Regions from separate parts of the Mus musculus genome. Here region 2 is linked to region 1. Evidence: chromatin contacts called from public HiChIP or PLAC-seq data. All regions are on one chromosome and are shown on one strand. The core of a region is the stretch at or near the end of the contact, and the rest is flanking DNA. Distances in the headings are between cores, read along the strand shown. Region 1 holds the start of Skap2 (src family associated phosphoprotein 2). Region 2 holds the start of Hoxa13 (homeobox A13).

What was found. HiChIP or PLAC-seq counts read pairs in DNA pulled down with a chosen protein or histone mark.
Region 2: an H3K4me3 HiChIP or PLAC-seq map of embryonic forebrain shows a contact between it and region 1, with 4 times the contacts expected there. The contact joins the promoter of Hoxa13 here to the promoter of Skap2 in region 1. A contact is called at or near these places in 6 of 39 promoter capture datasets (cranial neural crest, frontonasal cranial neural crest, hippocampal neurons and 3 more), 1 of 484 Hi-C or Micro-C datasets (uterus) and 8 of 115 datasets of contacts at active chromatin or transcription factors (astrocytes, craniofacial prominence, embryonic basal ganglia and 5 more).

What each region holds. Positions count from the first base shown.
Region 1 is chr6:52,010,259-52,014,916 of GRCm38.p6, reverse strand. It overlaps Skap2 (src family associated phosphoprotein 2), which reads left to right and starts at 2,368. Exons shown (of 13, transcript NM_018773.2): 1 at 2,368-2,582. The coding sequence starts at 2,516.
Region 2 is chr6:52,258,989-52,263,646 of GRCm38.p6, reverse strand. It overlaps Hoxa13 (homeobox A13), which reads left to right and starts at 2,767. Exons shown (of 5, transcript NM_008264.1): 1 at 2,767-3,010; 2 at 3,012-3,095; 3 at 3,098-3,105; 4 at 3,107-3,783; 5 at 4,499-4,658. The coding sequence starts at 2,873. Hottip (Hoxa distal transcript antisense RNA) reads right to left here and starts at 872. Exons shown (of 2, transcript NR_110442.1): 1 at 783-872.

The DNA.
Region 1 (4,658 bases), core at 1,119-3,618:
ATGTCTTTTTTGTTATCATTATGCATGTTTTACTTATTAAGCTTTTGTTTTTGCTGTTTTGTAAGATATAGGTACCTATAGATTTCAATTTTCCTTTTTAAAATCAATGTTTTATATCATCTCTTTGAGAATGACATAAATGTCATAGTACAATCTGAAAAACACAGGTATGTACTCACTTGGTACTGCTAACTGTACATGCTAAGCACATGCTCTGATGCTCTGTGCTGTCCCCCAGCCCTGACACTTTTTGATGAAATATTAATAGAACTATTTTATTCTAGTTGAAGATGACACTTATTACAAATTTTACTTTGTTAAGAGTTAGGAAACAGTAGTAATATAGTTCTCAAAACCAAAATTAAATTAAATGCTGTTTTCCATTTAATCCGAATTTCTTTGGTAGGACTTTAGGCTCCACATTTTAGTAGCTTCTCTCTGTGATTCTAAGGCCGACTAAAGTATAAAGAACATTGGTCTAAAGAAAGCTGGAGGGGAAAAAAAAGCTGGGATAGTGGCACATGCCTTTAATCTCAGCACTCATTGAGGTAAAAGCAGGTGGTGCTCTGTGAGTTCAAGGACAGCCTGGTCTAGTGAGTTCTAAGACAGAGAGACCCTGTCTTGAAAACAAAACAATAAATAGATAAATGGAGAAGAAGAGGAAGAGGAAGAGGGGGAGAGGGAGAAGAACAAGAAGAAGAAGGAGGAGGAGAAAGCTGCAGGGTACATGTGTTGGCATTTAGTCTAGGCTCCGCCTCACAGTTAGCTGGCAACAGTCAGGTGTGCCTGACTCACTATAAAAGGGGCTGCTTGCCCCCCTTCTCTCTCCCTCTCTCTCTTGCTCCCTTCTCTTCTATTGCTCCTGCTCCTTACCCTCTCTCTCCATGCCCCTCCCTGTGCTCTCCACATGCTTATTGCCTGCCTCTCCTCCCCTCCCCTCCCCTCCCCTCTCCTCTCCTCTCCTCTCCTCTCCTCTCCTCTCCTCTCCTTTCCTCTCCTGTCTTCTCCCCTCCTCTCCCCCTCTCTCTGCTTTTCTCTGTCTCCACTCAATTCCCCTCCCCATGCCCAAAATATTCTATACTATACTTTCCTGTGCTGGTATCTCAGCATGTCTCACAGAGACACCCCCTTCCCCCACACCATACTGTGCCTCCTACAAACATACTCCTGATTGGAGCTTTGACACAACATTCTGAGCACAACTTAGGAGAAATAAGAACAAACAAACCACTGTTTGTTTCTACCAATGTAGGTAGGTGATATTCAGATGTCATTTTGAAAATGATGTGCCTGGCAAAGGAAAGTGGAAGGTGCAACTTGATGTGTATCATTAGCCACCTTTCCAAGCATATTTTTAACTAAATACACACTTTACATTCAAAATGTTTTCCCTTGTCAGTTCCTCTCTGAAGACTCGTATCATCCTCTTTTGTATTTAAGTAGCTCTGGTAGCGTCATCTACATGACAAATATGTCTACACAGTAGGTTTTAATGGATTGTAAAGGTTGATGGCACTTGAATGTAATTATCATTTCTACACACACACACACACACACACACCACCCATTTTAAAGACTAAAGGACCCAGAACTTTTTGGATTTTAAGTGTAAACGTGTAATATTGAAAGACTCAACCTTTGCTGACTAGATTGAAGTAAATTTTATATTTTCCCTGTTCTAACCACTATTTGCAATTAAAAAATACTTAGAGCGGGCAACGGTACAGGTGGCTTTCTGGCACATTTCAGGTGCCTGACCCTAAAAGGATATTATCTAGAACTAATTCCGTCAGAGCGAGAGAAATCAACCACACCAAGAATAAGTAGGAAAGTAATGTCAGCGCCAATCAGAACGCTCCGCCGTTTTAGGACTAAGACTCTCAGGAAGGATTGGCGGAAAATGGGACTCCGTTACCTTCATCTAGTGGGACAAAGAAAGCCATGCTAGTTGGGGGGTAATGGTAGAAACTTCTTGGTGGGTTACCAGACGGGGGTTTAAACCTTGGTGGAAAAGACCAGTATTTAGATGACCCCTTAAAGGGAAAGTGCGTAAGCCTTGCGGAGGCTTTATTTTCCGGAATCCTGGAGAAAGAGAGGTGTGGCTGACATACCAGTAACGAAAATGGCGCGGACGAGCTTCAAGGGCCGGTCAGGTGACACAGCTCCAATTCGCTCCCTTCCTTCGGAGGCCTCGCCTCCTGCTCGCTTCCGCGTATGGGCGTGGCCTTCCCGGCTGTGTGTGGGCGTGGTCTACCCGGAGGCGCTTTCTTCGGACAGTCAGAAAGCAAGGTCTACGCAAGCGCAGTCAGGTTTTAAGGCCGGTCTCCCCGCCCCTTCACCCATAGCCCCGCCCAATTCTCCCGGGCGGGGAGGGGGCAGGGCCCGGCGTCCAGCGACCGCTGGCTGGAGAGCTAGTGACTTCCTTGTTGGCAGTCTCGGACGGGCCGTGTCCGGAGTCGTAGCCTCTCGGTGCTTACTCGGACCGCTATTGCGAGTCTAGGTCCAAGCCATTATCATGCCCAACCCCAGCTGTACCTCTTCTCCCGGCCCTCTCCCTGAGGAAATTAGGAACCTGTTGGCAGGTAAAGAGCGGGAAGGGGGCGGTGACGCTAGGGGCGGGGGCGCGGGGACGGCGAGCCGACAGGGACAGAAGCGCTTAGCCCTCACCCTATGCGGACGGTGGGGGGCGGGCCGTATAGGGGGACTGGGATGTCGGGACTAGAAGGGAGTGGGCGTGTATGCTGAAATGTGCTGATCCTCCCTGGACAGCCGGACAGTTATGCGTTTCATGAAGACCGGAATGTGAGGGCGGGAGATGGACAGCAAATGTTGATGAATGCATGTTTGAGAACTGCGAAAGCAGAAGTCCAAGCACTAGGTCCTGCCTGGGTGGCCTGGCCAGTAAGGATGCAGGTGCATCTGCAGGGCCGCAGGTGTTGGGAGTTAGGAGGCCAAAAGGCACTATTTCCAACCCCACCCCCATTTTCTTGAACAGTCAGGCCAAACATGTTTATAGTTTTGAAGGGTGCCCGATTTTCAAATAGCCACTATTTCTAAAGCCTCAGTAACTATTAAAAGTGAAAAAGGAAGGCTGTGTTAAAACTCCTACTTCCTGTATCATGTGATCAAGGAACTTCATCTTTGCAACCTCATCTTCCCCTTTTTGGTTTTACATTCCCATTTATAGGAACTTACTTGTAGGAGTTGAAATGCGGTTCCTCAGTTCCTCAGTTAGGTCAGTAATGTCTGGAGGTGTGTAGTTCCACTAAGCATCAAGAAAAGCTCGATAGTTCTGCACAAAATAAAAAATACATCTTTTTAGAGTATCACAAGTCTCACCTATCCTGATGGTCTTAGATACCACCATATACTTTGTCTTGTAGATGCTAACATCTGGAAATGGAATAATTTTAGTTTGGTTGTCTCTAAAACATTCCTTTCAATATAGATCATGGATTAAAAAGTTTCGCTTAGATGCCTGTGCTGTTAACTGTGTGTTTTAATCGTTAAAAACAATGTCCTCTAAAAGGTACATTTGAACTAGTAAGTTACAGTTGCAACAGTATGAGACCAAGCATCATAGAATACCTTGTTAAGCTGTTGGGTTGTTTGCATTATGTGTGGATGGAGACTTGTGTTTGTATGAACATGATGCAGGGTGAGGGTGTGCTATGTCACTCTGAGAAATGCTTCTCATCATTCATGGATAGCACTAAGAGAAATGATGAAAGAACTGTCGATGCTGATTTAAGGAAATGTTTTAGTTTCTTATATGAGAGCTTAGAGGAGTACCAGTTTGGTCTCATTACAGTTAACATTTTATGGGGTGGCGGGAGGGGCAATGCAGGAATTGCATGTTTAGAAAAATATCTTAATAATTAGATCAGAAAAATGTTTTGTTCCAGAAATGTCATCGTTTTTAGGTTGTCCATATTTGTAATTAAAAAAAATAACAACCCGGTTTTGCTTCTAAAGCTTGGACCCACAGTCACTCTTCCAACATCCTATGTTGTATGACTACAACAGCCGTCACCCACTGACCCTCACAGATTACAGACTGTTTTCGCTCTCTCCTGTATCCTGTAAAGAGAGCAGGATTATACATTTACCTGCTAATCCTAACTTCCTGTGTAGTTCTGCCATCTTTTAAATTAGAGGTTGGACTAGCATAATGTTTGAAATTAGTTTTTTCTAAAATACATGAGGGATTAGAAACAAATATCAAAATAATAACTTTGCAGATTACAAGTTAGCTTTACATTTTATTCTTAGGAGATGTTTTTAGCTCGTGGGTGTGATCTATGGTAAAGGAATAGAGGAAAGTGAGCTAGTCTTCATGGCTTAAAACAACGTTAAACAAGCTTTCAAAGAAAGTTGTTAAGATTTTTTGTGTAATTAACATCCTTAGAGGCTCTCAGTAGTCACTTGTCCCTTGAATCTTCTGGGGAGGCAGGATGACGGCAAGTCCATCACTCAGGTGTTCTTGGGAGAAAGTGCATGGTACAATTTAGAAGTATAAAGTTATAACAAAGTGATTGCATTGACTTGGATTTTAGAGGTATTGCTGTCATAGCTCTATGGTATATAGATATAAAGATAGTGCGTTCTTTTTTAAATTGAAGAAGAGATATGGATCCTGGTAGCTGTAAGCAGTCAAG
Region 2 (4,658 bases), core at 1,518-4,017, 250 kb before region 1:
CAATGTATGAGATTTAAGACAGGGGGAGAACAAGGATGCTACTTTCTCTAAATAATTCTGTCTTGGGTTTTCTCTCTCTCTCTTTTAAATTGATAAGAAAATATAAACTTCAGTAATTCACATTCCAAGTCCTTCCACGACAGGGATACCACGTGTAGGAAGCAAAGCCCACTGAATTCAAAGATGCAGCCCAAAGCCTCCCCGCTGCTTCGTTCTTCCCAGACAAACCTGCTTCTGATTCCTCTGTGGAAAAAGATGAGTTCCTTTCTCACCATTTTTGGAGCCGGAGGGACCCAGCCGACTTTGGCAGTCTGTAGAGCTGAGGCCCTTCCCCTGAGTGCAGGGCTCCCGGCTCCAGTGAACTGAGGGGGAGGAAAGAACGTGGAGCTGGTCTTGGCTGCTGTGTGGACCAGCAGTACAGCCACTGCCAGAGGTGAACTGGCATAGGCATCGGCTGGTGGAGCCTTCCTGAGCTGTGTTTTCGTTTTTTCCGAACCTAGCTGGAAAACTTCGGAGGTTCAGAAACCCAGCTAAGAGCAGGGCGGCCGACAGAAAAGAACCAGTCCAGCCTGTAAACACCGCCCCCAAAACTCTACAAAGAGAGAGGGAAAAAAAAAAGATGCTGAGAAACCAAACAGAGCCAGAAGCCAGATAGCAAAGGATGGGGGAATTGAGAGCGAGGGGAGGTGGGCAGTCGGCTCTGTCTCTGGGCTTTCATTGTAGTTTCTCACGCTGACTAGACAGCAACTTTCAACTTGACCTTGGCCTCCAGCGTGTCTGACCTGTATGTAAACTGCCCTCGAGTCTCCGAGAGTCTCCGAGAATTGGAGCCTGGAACCGTACTTCGTCTCTTTGTCACTGTTGAGTTTTACAATGCCACTTAGAGGGAGGAAGGAGTGGGGGGACGGATGAAAAGGGCTCCAAAGTAACACAGAAATCAAGTCTTCACAGAGGTTGGTTCTTTAGTCTGCAAATGGTCAGGCAGTAAGAAGGTAAACTCGGGGCAAATCAATATTTACCCAGGACCGCTAAAGTCAGGAGAGAAAGGACTCCCTGGGTGTGGGGGAGAATTGGGTGTGGGGATCAGGGAAGGTTTTATTGGGCGACACTTAACATTAGTCAGAACAAACCCAGGATCCGGGCAGATAAAAGCCTGAGCCTCGCCTTACTGGTCCCAATCTTACCAGAAGCCCAGGGGGCTTACAGAGCAGCAGATGAATTGGGTGGTATGTCTGATGCTCTAGCTTAGGGCTAAGTCTACAAGCTAGGACTAGAGAACAGGTCCAAGCCTGGCTGCCTACCAGAGCATTTGAGCAAAGATAGTACAGAACTCTTCCCAGTCTATATTTTCCAGAACGCACCACTTTCACTTTGACCATTTGTTCCCCTCTGGATGTCTGACCAGTTCACACTTGCACAACCAGAAATGCATGTAGTCCTAAGGAGGCAGGGTCCCCAGAATCCTTTATCAAAACACTGCATCCAAACGTTGCTCTCCCAATACAAACACCCCACCAAGCTCAAGGTACAGAGGAACTCATCAGCTGAACCCCGGCACCTTGAACCCACTACAGGCTGAGCCCCTATTAGGAGAAAAACCATGAAAGGATCCCAAAGAGCCTTTTTCTCTTTCCCCAAAACGGAATGCAACAGTGGATTGCCAGGTGTCTGAAGTGTCCAACTCAGGATCTATGGAGTGACTTGTAGGAAGTCCCAGAACCGTGGCTGGAGTTCCAGCCAGCAGCCCAGCTGGGGCCTGTTCCTCTTAAACCCCTTCAGGAAAAGGCAGCCGGACTCCTGAGACAGGAGTGTGAGTGAATGGTGCTTTCTTCATCTGAAATCCTCTGCGGACCAGAGAGAATAGCTGCTGCATCGGAATGAATAGCGAGCTGTATATACAAGTTGGACAATGTGGCAGTATGCATCTCTCTCTCTCTCTCTCTCTCTCTCTCTCTCTCTCTCTCTCTCTCTCTCTCTCTCTCTGTGTGTGTGTGTGTGTGTGTGTGTGTGTGTGTGTGTGTGTGTGCGCGCGCGCGAATATTTGCGCTCGCGTGTGTGATGAGTGTAGGAGATACAATTAGTTGTTCTGATCTTCTGAGTCCTTAGGCCTAATTGAAATTGTCCTCTAGAGCCTGAGAACAGGGAAGGGAGCTCCCAAATGCAGCCCAAACTTCCCAGAGAAATGTCCTGGGACCCTTGCTCCAGACTTCTCCTGGAACCAACAGGAAACAAACGCCCTTGTTCCCCAGGGGGGGGTGGGGAGTGCAATCTCGGCCAGGCGAAAGCTCCCACATCCTTGGGAGGGTCTAGCTGCAGAAAGATGTATCCATCCCTGGAAAGAAAACAGCCCCAGAGGTCCCTAAAACATGCCAGGACATCCTGGGCCAGTCCAAGGCCAAGGCAAACCCTCATTCCTGGCCACTGGAGAATTTACCTGACTTGTCCCCACGACCTCAGGTCGCACCCCAACCGCAGCCGCTCACTGCCCCTCCCAACCTCCGCGCGAAACCCGGGAAGGGATCGGGGTCCCTGTGTTCCCAGCCCCACCCGCCCTAGTTTCTCCCCCCCACCCACCCCCGCCTCCTCCGTGGGTGACTGCTGCGCGGCCGCGCGGCGGGAGCTAGAGCTGGCGCAGAGGACCGCGCGGGCGGCGGCGGGGACGGCGGGCCCAGCGCGGAGCCGAGCCGGAGCCTCCCGCTTTGCATACGCCGGGGGCGGGCCGGGGGCGGGCCAATGGGCGGCCGCCTGGCGCGACCCCGCAGGGCGCGACCCGCCCCCCTCGCTCGGGCCCCGGCCCCGCGCGCCGCGCTCTTCACTTCTTGGGGGCTTTTTAAAACAGCGCCACTGGGGTCTTCTCCATGCGGCTCGGGCTATGACAGCCTCCGTGCTCCTCCACCCCCGCTGGATCGAGCCCACCGTCATGTTTCTCTACGACAACGGCGGCGGCCTGGTGGCCGACGAGCTCAACAAGAACATGGAAGGGGCGGCGGCGGCGGCACGGGCGGCGGCCGGCGGCGGCGGCGGGAGCTGGGGGCGGGGGCTTCCCCCACCCGGCTGCCGCGGCCGCGGGGGGCAACTTCTCGGTGGCCGCAGCGGCGCCGCCGCCCGCCGCCGCGGCCAACCAGTGCCGCAACCTGATGGCGCATCCCGCACCCCTGGCGCCCGGCGCCGCGGCCGCGTACAGCAGCGCCCCGGGGGAGGCGCCCCCGTCCGCCGCCGCCGCCGCCGCCGCCGCCGCTGCTGCCGCCGCCGCCGCGGCTGCCGCGTCGTCGTCGGGAGGGCCCGGGCCGGCGGGGCCCGCGGGTGCCGAGGCCGCCAAGCAGTGCAGTCCCTGCTCGGCGGCGGCACAGAGCTCGTCGGGGCCCGCGGCGCTGCCCTACGGCTACTTCGGCAGCGGCTACTACCCGTGCGCCCGCATGGGCCCGCACCCCAACGCCATCAAGTCGTGCGCGCAGCCTGCTTCGGCCGCCGCCGCCTTCGCCGACAAGTACATGGACACCGCCGGCCCCGCGGCCGAGGAGTTCAGCTCCCGCGCCAAGGAGTTTGCTTTCTACCATCAGGGCTACGCAGCCGGGCCTTACCACCATCACCAGCCCGTGCCCGGCTACCTGGATATGCCAGTAGTTCCGGGGCTCGGGGGTCCTGGCGAGTCGCGCCACGAGCCTCTGGGGCTTCCCATGGAAAGCTATCAGCCCTGGGCTCTGCCCAACGGCTGGAACGGCCAAATGTACTGCCCCAAAGAGCAGACGCAGCCTCCCCACCTCTGGAAGTCCACTCTGCCCGGTAAATGGCGCCCCCTTTCCAGCCCGGGTCTTCCAGCTTTTCAGCTTCTCCTCGGCTCGTGCCCCAGGGTCACTAACCCCCCCCCCCCCCCGCATTCTCCCTGGCCTGGCTTGCCTTAGCAATTCTGCACCCCTGGGAGCCTGGCCCCGGCTGGCTGGCGCTGTCCGTCCGCCCTGCCCTAAGTCGAGCCGGTCCCCGGGCCCTCCTTTGGTAAAGGGTAGCTGGGAGGAAGCTTGTGGGTTCCAACTCCGGCAGCCCCTTTCTCTCTGGGTGCCCCACCCTCCCAAGCCCTTGACATTGACTCCAAGATGGGAAATAGACTCGATTTTGAGCTCACCAAATTGTCCCTGATGGTTCTCTGAAAAAAAAGGCTTCGTTGGAGAAGCATAGAATGTTGGGACTTGGGGCAAGCTGAGAGGAGCCGAGCTCTACAGAAAGAAGTGTTGAACCCTGTTGAGTGCTAAGGTGTGGACCGCTGTACATGCAGAATGACCGGATTGGGGTGGTCACTGGAACTCTGGGCGATTTCATTTCAGTACACAACTAACCATACCCCCCTACTAACGCTCCAGGCTTTGGCAGAAGGCTGGATTGTACAGCATTCGTGGCAAAGAGCAATCAGGCATTGCAAGGCCGGCAGTTCACATTGAGCTGTCGCCTGTGTTCTGGCTCAGGTCGGCTCCCAGAGTAACTTGCCTTCTTCCTTATCTTACAGACGTCGTCTCCCATCCTTCAGACGCCAGCTCCTATAGGAGGGGGAGAAAGAAGCGCGTGCCTTACACTAAGGTGCAGTTGAAAGAACTCGAACGGGAATACGCTACGAACAAATTCATTACCAAGGACAAACGGAGGAGGATATCAGCCACGACAAACCT